Linked DNA regions of Rattus norvegicus: region 1 is linked to region 2. A link is a contact called in public Hi-C data. All regions are on one chromosome and are shown on one strand. The core of a region is the stretch at or near the end of the contact, and the rest is flanking DNA. Distances in the headings are between cores, read along the strand shown.

Region 1 (5,491 bases), core at 1,048-3,547, 200 kb before region 2:
GTCAACAGCCCGGTGCTGGCCACGGCAGGGCACTTTTATAAACTTGTATTAGAACTTGTGTCCAACTCATTGCTACTCTCCTGTCACAGCAGGACAGCACCACTGCTCCAAGGACATAACATACAGAAAAGTCTAAAATGGCCCTTCCCAAACTCTAAAGAAGAGCTTGATGTCCCTCAAAGACTGAAGATTAGGGATTACACTTCTCCGTGGAACAGAGTCAAAAGTCCCAGCAACACCACCTGCATAAGCAAGTCCTCTAAGGGTAAAGCTTTCTTGCCACAGTCACCCGGGCACTGGGTGAGGGGTGTGGAGGTGGGCGGATGCTTAAACCCACAGGATGCTAGATCCCCAGAGCACAGGGGCTCCCACTGCCAGCTGGAAGCTATTCATACTGCATTCCACTCATCTTGCCTGGCGAGGACAGAGGGACAGAGGGACAGAGAACAGAGGGAGCACCTTGCCAGAGAAGACAGCTGAAGGCTCATCTCAGAAGCCATCTTTAGAGGTTATCAAGCAATACCATTCTTCAACTCTGCTAATTTTTACCCCTTGAAGCGTGCATTTAGGGCTTTCTCCAAATCAGACGCCCAGATGGACAAGCACACATGGTGAGCACCGGTCATGAGGGAAGCACAGTGACCCCACCACACACCCATCAGGGTGGCTGCTAGGAGCGGTTCTCATCACAGAGAAAGCCATGGCAGATCCAAAAACCATAAAAGTAGGGTGATGATGTTACCATCATACACTTTGGGGTACACGTGCAGATAACTGAGAACAAGGATAGCACCACGGGTGCAGCCGCGAGTGTAGCAATGCTGTTCACGACTCGGAGCTGGAAGCAACTGACATTCTATGGACACGGGACAAATGTGCTCTCGGAATAAATCCACCCTTTAAAGTGGACGGGGCTGGAGAGCTAGGGTAAGAGCGCCTGCGGAACAAACACAAGGACCCTAGAAGCTACATAACATGTCGGGTGTGGTCATACACATGCATGTAACAGCGCTATGGGGGGTCCCATCATTACTGGAGCACCCCCCCGCCGCCGCCGCACAAGACAGCAATGCCCAAGAGTCCCTAAAGAGTGTGGAGATAAACTCTGGAGGTGGTCTCAGAGAACAGATCTGCTGTCCTGCACACAAGTAGCCACCTACATGGTGGAGGCCTATCGACTGTGACTGTAAGCACATTACCTCAGATTGGACAGTGAGGGCTCACACCACCCGGGTCTCTGTGAACAAAACACACTCAAGGGGACATGGAGAGTCCAGGCTTGTCGCAGGCCAGCTGCCGGCTACTCACACTGCTCCAGACTTCAGGAGCATGGTGTGCCACGCTTACTAGTTAGAAGGGCAGTGTGCCAGGTAGGCTGGGCACCAAGTCTTGCCTGCATTCTCTCCTATGTGGGTGGGGGAGGAGGGTAAGGGAGTGGAGGCAGGAGGATTGCTGGGGCTTGCTGGCCTTTAGCCTAGTTCCAGGTTCAAGGGAATAAGGCAGAGAGTAACAGAGCAAGACACTGGATGTCCTCTTGCTCTTTCCTTTGGCTTACACACACACACACACACACACACACACACACACACACACACACCCGCGCGCGCGCGCATCCATACACAATGAAATATAACAAAAGGAGGCAAATCATGATGGGTGAAATGAGCAGCTGTTAACACCAGCACTTGGGGAGCTAAGGGACATGACCAGGACTAGGCTGGACTACATAGCGAGATCATGGCTTTACGAAGAAGAGGAAGCAGATTCTGGCCACATGGATGGACTCTTAGGCTCTCATACGAAAGGCAGTGTATATCAGACATAGAAAGAGAAACTCCTACACTTGAGGGATCTAAGATAGACAAACAGAAAGACAGTTGTGCTGAGAGCACAGGAGGAGTCACAGTTTCACAAATAAGGGTCTTCTGATTGGGTAGGTACAAAGAAGGCCTGGAGATGGCTGGGGAACGGCCACACAGCCAAGTAAAGCATTAAGCCAATGCCCCCGCACTATTCAAATGGCTAAAATAAACTGGAAGATAAATATTTTCCCACAAATTTTCAGAAGTTTCTAAAGACAAGGTGGTATTTCTCTGGTAATTAAAAGTCTTTGAGTAAAAGAAAATTTAAGTATAAAGTTAGCAAAATGAGAGTTTCTACCTAAAAACCATGGCTGTTTGTATCTGATTATTCATCTACCAACAGTATAACCCAAAGCCAAAACCCGTAATCACGCTGAGCAGTTAAGAAACTCTGGCTCGGAAAGCAGTGGTTGGCTCGCATTACCCTCACGAGGCATTGCTGTGCACAGAGCCGAATGGTTCTCAAGTCTTCTCGCTATGGCTTCCCCTTACACTGCTGAGCACCCTGAGTCTTAATGTCTGAACACCCAGAGCTGCTGGGCCATGGACTTTTCTGATTCTCTCTCCAGATTCCCCAGTTCACAGCTAGCTCATAACTTTCGATATTACCACAAAATACTCCAGTTGTTCTTAGGAGGACAGAATGACTCCTGGTCCCTGCCCTAGTCTAAAATGCACTAACTTTTCCTAACACGTTATGATTGGATACAGTGTACATGTGTCCTGTAAATTTTAATGTACTGAGAAGCCTGGCCTCTGATATGTCATTCTTGGAGTGATGGAATCTTCAAGAAATGAGGCCTGCTCTGGGGTTATCAAGTCACGGAGGCACAACCGTTGGGAGGGATTAATGAAAATCTCATGGAAGTGGATGGATTCCCATGAAACTAGATGGTTTTAAGAAGCCTGGCACCTCCCCTAAATCTCTTATACAAACACTGTCGCACGAAGCACATCACCACGGTGAGGCCCCTATCAAAGCCAAGAAGGTGCCAATGTCACACTCAGATCTCCAGGACTATGAGCTAAGTACATGTTCTGTTTATAAATCACCCATCTGTGTGCGGGTTTTAACAGCAACACAAAATGAAGTAGCACACACAGTAATCAAAAGCTGTTATTAACTAATTAATAAAAAACTGGATTATAATCCAACTGTAGCTCTCCATACATGCAAAAGAACGGCCACACAAAAGCTCGCCAAAGCAATGAGCATCTAGAAGCAAACCTCCTCAGTCAGTCTCTCCTCTCCTTAAGGCCTACAAGCTTAGAAGAGAGCTGTTTCAAGTGGGTGTCCGTACGTCTGGGAAGAACAGAGAAATCAAGACAGAAAGTACGTTCTACCAAAATGAAACTGGAAGCATCTCGCCTTCTGTGCCTCTCAAGCTCATGACTTGCACTTTACTTATCTTTGGGACTGATGACACTGTCGAAGCCATAACTCACTGTGCACACATCCTGTTTGTGGTTCTCACTCTGACCGGCACTATTCTAGGCAGAATGGATAGGGGACTGAATTGTAGCCTTCAGCGAGCTTATGGTCAATGAAAGAAGCCATGTACATTACCTAGGAAGAGTGAGAATAAGCCAGAGGCGGTCGATGTACACAGACAGTTGGAGGAGTTGAATAAAGGTGCCTACGACCTAGAGCTGGGCAGAAGAGAGGTAGGCAGGGCCTCGGTTCCAGACGCTTGTGGTCTAAGGAGAGGACCACAAGCAGAGAAGAAAATGAAGAGAAGAAAAGACACAGGGATCATGACAATTGGCCAAGAGAGCTGGCCAATCAGAGTAAGAGCAGCCCAGGCAGAGAATGGCAAGCTACATCACACGGTTATTGGCAGGGAAGTAGATATAATAAATAGATAGATTCTGGGGTAGAATAGCTCTGGTGCTTCAAAGGCTTAATATAAACATAAAGGTCAAAGGTGGGGTAGAATCGCCCGACTGACATTATTTATTAGCCTGACACACATGGCCTAGGCATTAACTATCAGGCAGTATTGATGGAGAGAGACTTGTGGATCTAAGGTAGAACATAGTGGGCAGGGGTTAGGGTATGCCTCGGTGTGAGTCCCAGCAAAAAATGGGCTTACCCTGAGAAAGGTCTGCAGTGCATGGCACACAGGGTCCTGGGCAGGGTGTGCAGTGCATGGCACAGGGTCCTAGGCCGCCCTAAGGTTTCTGAAATCATCAGCTCCGGGGCTTTCAAAGAGGAATGAAAAGGGTGGAAGGGGTTGGAGTGCGGGGACTGAGGCTGCCTCCTACATTATACACAAGAAACATTTAGAACAGGATGGCTAATTAGAGTGATGTGGAGGTGGAAATTAGCTTGGGGCATAAAAATCCTCTCTGAAATAATTGAAAGTGTGAGTGCAGCTTACGGAGAAGAGGGATGAAAACTGCAGCGGGCCAAAATGTCAGCAGCTGTCCTTGCAGAACAGACTGGGGGGAGGGGGGAGGGGAATAACCACTGCACTGCTTCCTGCATTGAATGCAGCAGACTGAAGCATAGACTGAAGCAGGGTCGGGTGGAACCACACATGGCTTCCAACACTGACTGCAGCAAGGAGAGGAGCCATACACCTCAACCACTGTAGTGAGACACACGCAACATGAAAGCCATCTTCTCTTTATGACCCATAGATGACATCGTGAGATGTCATCCAAACGTCAAAGGCAGAAGAAACACAAAACGGAAAACTACCTGTGGGTGTCAAACACTGATCTGTGCACGCATGGAGCCTATAAGAAAAGCATAGCTGCCTGATTCCTGCTATTGCCCTCTGGATGGTACGACAAATGCACACAGAGGGGAACATCACGCCCAGATTCGCTTGTGTTTAAGAGTGAACAAACGGAGAGAAGGCACCTCTGGGCTCTTGTTCGTAGGTCATAATCCTACATGGTGCACCACACTATTGCTAATAAAACTTATGTTCTGGGCTAAAGGAAGGTACTGAGGTCTTCAGTAGCTATGGGGAAAGGAAGAGCGTAATATGTCATACGATCACACTTCGTGTGTGTGTGTGTGTCATACAATCACACTTCATAATTGTGTGTGTGTGTGTGTGTGTGTGTGTGTGTGTGTTCTCAGTGATAAAGAACTATTTCTTCAGAAAAAAGGAGTGCAGACTGCTCTTATAGAAGTTTTCCTCCCAGCATTCTTGACCAGGCAGTTCCCACCAACAATAACTCAGCTCCTGAGGACCTGACTCCATTCTGGTCTCTGTGGGCACTGATACTCATGTCCACATACACCAACACTCATGTGCACAGTCACACACACACACACGCACGCACACACACACACACACACACACACCATTTACATATATATACATATATACACATAATCTATTGTAAAAGTACAAAAGCTCTTTTAAAAGCCTATGCCTCACACTGTGAATAACTGAAGTCTCTATTCAAGCCTATAAGAGGGAGGAAAAAAGTCAAAAAATTTAGAAAAGATGGGGAAAAATGAGAGATAAGATATAAATTCCTTTCAGCTTGCACACTGCTTTAAAAAGAAAGCAAACTCAGTCTATTCACACAAGTAGAATGGATCCACTTTCCAACAAGGAGCTCCCTAGCTCTGGGCGTTCAATCAGACTAATTCTGCTCCTACACAT
Region 2 (5,802 bases), core at 3,236-5,735:
TTTTTGTATATCTAATTACCACTAATGGAAAGTTCCCCGAAACCCCTTTCTTCCTCCTCCTCCTCTTCCTCTTCGTTTGGTTCAAATAAAAGAGTTAAATAAAAGAGTTGATAAACTAAAAAGTGTGAGAGTGAACAATTAGCATCCTTTTCAGAAACTGCAAGCATGGGTTCAGCCAATCCTGGAGCAGAAATATTCAAAACAGCCCACATCCCCAGGTTTGCACTACACAGGCCAGGCTGGCCTGGAACTCAGAGGTCCTCTTACCTGCACACAGCACTGATATTCTATCAGGTGTCATAAGTCACCTAGAGATGACTTAAGTATCGGAGAGACGAACCTAGTTCATGTGCCTTTGCCATTTTACATGAGATACCTGAGCATCAGCACACTTTGGTGCCTGGGCTGGGGAGGAAGTCCCTGTGGCTAACTAGGGCTGAAGGTAATTTATAATACTATATTCTTTAAAAGATTAAGAGCTGCTAATCTGAAAATGTAAGAACTGAGAAAGGAAAACAGCTACACATTAAAATCTTTAAGATATTTGCATTTTTCTTCATATTTTACCTTTCTTTTACTAACATTAAAGAATATGTGAGCATTACCAGTTGTAGTGGCGAACATAACACTTATCCCAGTGCTAAGAGGAGACGGAGGGAGAAGGGTCTCTGTGAGGTTTGGGTTAACCTGGTCTACAGAGTGAGTTCCAGGACAGCCAGAACTAAATACTGAGGCCCTGCCTCAAAACATACCAAAACAGCCAGGTTTTAGTGGTGTGCACCTAGAATCCCAGCACTCAGGGGGTAGAGGCAGGGAGATCTCAAAGCCAGCCTGGTCTACAGAGTGAGCTCCAAAGACAGCCAAGGGCACACAGAACCCTGTTTTGAAAAAACAAAACAAAACAAACAAGCAGATGTGAAATAGTGAGAAAAAATTCACTGTTAATTTCTCTTTGCCAATATTGTGTTCTTATTAAGCATTCTCTAGAAGGCATGGTTAAATGTCACAAAAGAATTCTTAGTGAAATATAATAAAATATACATACACTATCCAAACTGTAGATTGGGACCATCCAAAGGATCCTATGGGAAATAAAACATAAACATTTAATGTATGTTTAAGAATAAAGTCAGTCAATATCAGTAATAGCAAACATACAAAGAGTTGACCTTATTATAGGTTTCTGCAGCTCGGGTTGGGTATAATGCACTAGATGTTGAAGAATTCCACACATGGATACAGGTATCGTCAAAAGTAGAAATATTCCAGCAATAAACCACACTTTTGTGTGAATACCAACCTTAAAAAACAAAAACAAACCACATTTGTTTGCATTTTGATATTAAAATTATAAGGACCAATATTTGTATTTCTTAAATTTTCATTTGATTAGTAATATAGTTTGGTTATTTCCCAAATAATCAGTAACAATTAAAAAAAGATTTACTTTTTAAACAATTGCATGTATATATGCATGTGTGAGTGTGGGCAGCTGCTGAAGTCAGACGTGGGTACTAGATTCCTTGGAGGCAGAGGCGGATGGAGCTCTGTGAACTGTGGGACAGCCAGAGCTGTATACCGAGACCCTGTTTCACAAAAGAACCCTCCTCAAGCAAGCAAGCAAACAAGCACATCTCCACAAGACCTCTGCCCATTCCAAGCTTCTTAATTACTTTCTACAGTGACGCTTGCTTGCTGTTTATATGTGAGGGATTGAGTGCTGACCACTCACAAAGTCCAAGTGCTCCCAGAGTGCTGACAGGAATAAAGTTCCATGTCTCTCCTACAGGCATGTGCCCTTAGCACTTGCCTCTGTTTCAGTGTTCTCATCTGTGTAACGGGACAATTTTCTATATTCTAAGAGGATTAAATAAATTCATACTTAACATAAAAAACTAGAGCTATCTTGGGGATGTGCTCTAGTTAATGCCTGTAACCTTAAAAATAAATCACACAGCCCCAAAGCTTCCTTCACTCTCCACCCTCTGCCTCTGTCCTCTCATTTCTCAGTCCCCTTCAGAGTCAAAAATCTTCAAGACTCCATTATTCTCCAGACTGTTTCTAGCACATATTCCTACTTAAACTATTCTGTTCTGGCTTAGGCCCTTCCAACAGCAGTGAAGTCACTAAGCTCTCCAATGGCCTTTCTATTTGTGAGATAGGGCGCCAAGCGTGGACACTTCAAATGTTGCCCTTGAAACTCTCCCCACCCAGTGGGTGTTCGCTTCATTGACCCTCTCCGTAAATTCCTGTGAAATATTGGTGCCAGGTCCTTGCTGTTCCTTTTGTCTGTCCTTAATCTCAAGCACTCTTTTAACTGTGGACACTGTCTAAAGTCTGACCATTAGGAACGAGGCTGGGTTCTCTCTCATTCATATGTTGAAACTTAACCCCTAATGCGAGTGTCCATACTTAAGAGATAAGGCTGACAGGAAGGGGTGAAATGAGGTCATAATTTCAGGGAAGATGATCTCAAAAAGAGATGCTTCAGCTGAGACTCCACGGGGGCTCCCCCAGCCCCTCCAGGAAGGCCTTCCGAAACTGCTGCAGCCGGGGCATCTGGTCCTGGACAACTTTGGGTCCCTCCACACTCTAAGCTGGACCTCTCTCGGCCTCCTCTATGCCCGGGCCAGTCTCTGGAGCCTGGGCTTTTCAGTATCAGCTAACACACCTGCATCTGATGCGGATTCTGATGACTCCAGCTTGGGTCTCTCTTCTAGTTCCTTTCTTCCCACCACTTCCGCCTCCTCCTCACAACCCTGGAACCTTTTAGGCGATCTCCCTGACTTGGGGCTGGCCTTTTCCTCTGGTCCTTTCCTTCGTTTACCACAAAGCTGTGAGAGTCTGTCTTCTGGTTTAGAATCTGGTCCCAGGGCCAATTTTAGCCCCCTCCCTACTTTGCCCAGCCGCCCACACAGGTCCTGGAGCTGTGACTGACAGCTTTTGGTCAATGGAGAAGGTCCTTCCACAGAGACTCCAATCCCCATATTTCTTCTTAGTAGCTCCCTGAGGGAGCGTAGCCAGACATCAGGGATAGATGCTGTGCCCGAGGCGGGCAGAGGCCTCCAGGGTCGCCCAGGGCGTCACCTGGGCCACGGTGTCCGACACTAGCCTCACCAGCGCAGAGTCGACATAGGGTGGAGGCCAGGACGCTCAAGATCGGAGGACCCCCTAGCCAGCACGAAGATCCCCGCGCTGAGGAAACCAGGAGCGCCAGAGTAGAGCCTCTACTTTTTTTTTTTTTTTTAAATATAAAGGAGCATACAAGGGACGTTTGTAAAAATTTTTGCTTTGATTAAGGACTAACTTCAGTCTGGGAATGAAGTTCTGTTGGTAGAGTGCTTGCTTCAAATGAACAAAGTCCTGGGTTCAACCCTGCGCTGAATAAACAGAATGATGGATACACCTGTTTTTGGAGCGCTGGGAAGGTAGAAGGATCATTCTAGGCTATAAAGCAAAATCCAGAACAGCCTGGTCTACATGAGACTTTATCTCATTAAAGTCTTAAAATAAAGAAAACATGTAACTTCAAACGTAAAGTTAATTAGCAAAGTCAAATTAACAAGAATCCTTTGGTTCCAGGAAGCGGGCTAAAAGCTTGTAAAATCCAAAACGTAGTTTTCACGGTAGTTTATTTGATCTGGTCAAGTCCTATATCTGCACAGCAGATCTGATTTCAAGATAAAGTTCTTTCTGGGACTGATGGATATTGGGCAAGCAGCCCATTGTAAGAGAGTACATTAACTATTTTTCTCCACCCGGACCAGCTGTGGCTGCAAAATAAAACCAGACAGGTTGATTTAATGTCCAAAGCCAAAATGTTTTGCAGACCTCAAGCATTAGATGGCAGACAAAGGAACTCTGTCAACTAGCGTAAGAAAGGGTAGAGGTGTAGGACCTTCTTACCTTTAATTTTTGAAATTCCCAGATGCAAACAGGTACGGTTACCAGGATGGCCAACGCATAAAGGAGTATCAACAGAGGTCGAATCCATTTCCTCCAGTTATTCCGATTACATGCGCAAGGCATTTTAAAAAACGAATTCTCTCTAAACACCCGAGTTAACGAACTAAACCATGATCTTGGCAAGTCCTCTTTTTCGGCTGCCTTTTCGTCAGTCGCCCTATAGGGAAAGATTTACCAGCCGTTGGAGCCGCGTCCTCGGGTCGCTCTGTGCTTGCGGCTGCTGCAGCGGTGGCCGCTCGGGATGTTTGCAGGTGCAGGCTGCATCCTCTCCGGCCAAACCGCATGCAGCCGGTGTAGCCGCGGCGACGCCGCCGCCTCAACTGGAAGTCGCCCAGAGTCTTGGCTGCATCATGGCCCCGAGGACAGTCGGGGTGACTTGGGGATTCTGGGAACTAGGGGTCTGACCTGAGACTGGTACCCTACCAGCCCTCTCCCTCCTTCCTGCTATGGCAGGCTAGTTTCCGCCCCGGAAGACGCGGCCCAGACCCGCCTCACTCACGCGGTCGGAATCTCCACTGTAGCTGTACACATTATTAACAGATGTAAGAGCACTTCCGTTTCCGTCTACATGCCCACTGAAAATGATTGGCGTGGCTTCAAGCTGGGCTGGGCTAACCTTGTCCCGCAACGCAAAGCTTTATGATTGGTCAGCTACGGAGGAGGGCGTGGCCGTAACCTAGGTTACCGAGAGGGCGTGGCGAGGGAAGCAGAGGAGCGCAACAGAGGAAGGTAGCATCGCTAACTTATCTAGTCCTAGTGGTTCCCTAAAAGGCTTCCAGAGGTTGTAGGAACTGGGGACGTTTCAGAAACACCTGCTATGTTCTTGAGACTTTACTCCATCTTAAGAAAACTCATAGTGAGGGGCAGTCATTGTGGAGCAGAACTTGAAACAGCCTTTTTTTCCTCAGAAGACTTCCCATTTGTCTTTAGGGGTAAAGTCGGAAGCCCGCTGGAAAAAGACAGAATAGGAAACCTTTGTTTAGATTTCAGTCAGTTGTTAGAGTTTAGAGTCCTAAGGAGGAATTTCTCTGCATAATTTCTAGACTGAGCAGAAGAACCATTCTAAAAACAAGCTTATTTGGAAGTAACCGCCAATATGAAATGTTCAACTTTGGAACTTGTGTTTAAAAAAGTCTTACTCATTTAAGATCCAAAACGTTGGTATTCTAATATCTATACACCTAAATCTTTTAGCTGTATAACTGTCGAGATCAAATAATGGCAAATGGGATCTTAGTCTTTCTCTCTTTTTTCTTTTTTTCGGAGCTGGGGACCGAACCCAGGGCCTTGCGCTTGCTAGGCAAGCTCTCTACCATTGAGTTAAATCCCCAACACCGATCTTAGTCTTTCTAAATCAAGGGAAAAGTCAAGCATCTGAGTCCCGACTAGACACATTAACACTGCCTATATGGTCATTTTCTGAAGTGAAACACTACTCAACACAGTTTGTATGAGTTAATCTGCATAAAAGTAGCGAGTAGCGACCGGCAGTTTTCTGTTTCACGAATGAGAAAAGTTTCAAGTGATTAATCTGTCCAAATATTGTCCTATTAAGTAATAGAGCTGTTGGGGTTGGGGATTTAGCTCAGTGGCAGAGCGCTTGCCTATCAAGCGCAAGGCCCTGGGTTCGGTCCCCAGCTCCAAAAAAAAAAAAAAAGTAATAGAGCTGTTTTCTCTGACCTTGGACTCTGCTTGATGTTTAAATATTTGCCATCCAACCAGGGGGAATTCTGCCTATTACCCATGTAGGCAAAATGCGGTGGGCCAGAGTCTCATATGTATATTGATGAAATCACACAATCTTCAGTTACCAGAGCCTGGAGTCTGACTTCTGTA

What was found. Hi-C and Micro-C count contacts between places; a contact is called where the count stands out from the background.
Region 1: a Hi-C map of psoas muscle shows a contact between it and region 2, with 3 times the contacts expected there. The contact joins the enhancer-like site here to the promoter of Tmem184c in region 2. A contact is called at or near these places in 6 of 12 Hi-C or Micro-C datasets (the A7r5 cell line, Schwann cells, frontal cortex and 3 more).

The regions. Positions count from the first base shown.
Region 1 is chr19:47,447,112-47,452,602 of GRCr8, reverse strand. The region is part of intron 5 of Arhgap10 (Rho GTPase activating protein 10); the gene reads right to left. Among named protein-coding and RNA genes, the nearest start is that of Arhgap10, 97 kb to the right of the region's middle. Within about 2 kb of position 2,297, at least 7 of the 93 cell types and tissues checked have an H3K27ac peak or open chromatin away from gene starts, as enhancers often do. A contact at or near this core is called in liver, where this site is marked.
Region 2 is chr19:47,248,214-47,254,015 of GRCr8, reverse strand. Tmem184c (transmembrane protein 184C) reads right to left here and starts at 4,485. Exons shown (of 10, transcript NM_178330.1): 1 at 3,907-4,485; 2 at 1,170-1,300; 3 at 1,046-1,082. The coding sequence starts at 4,029.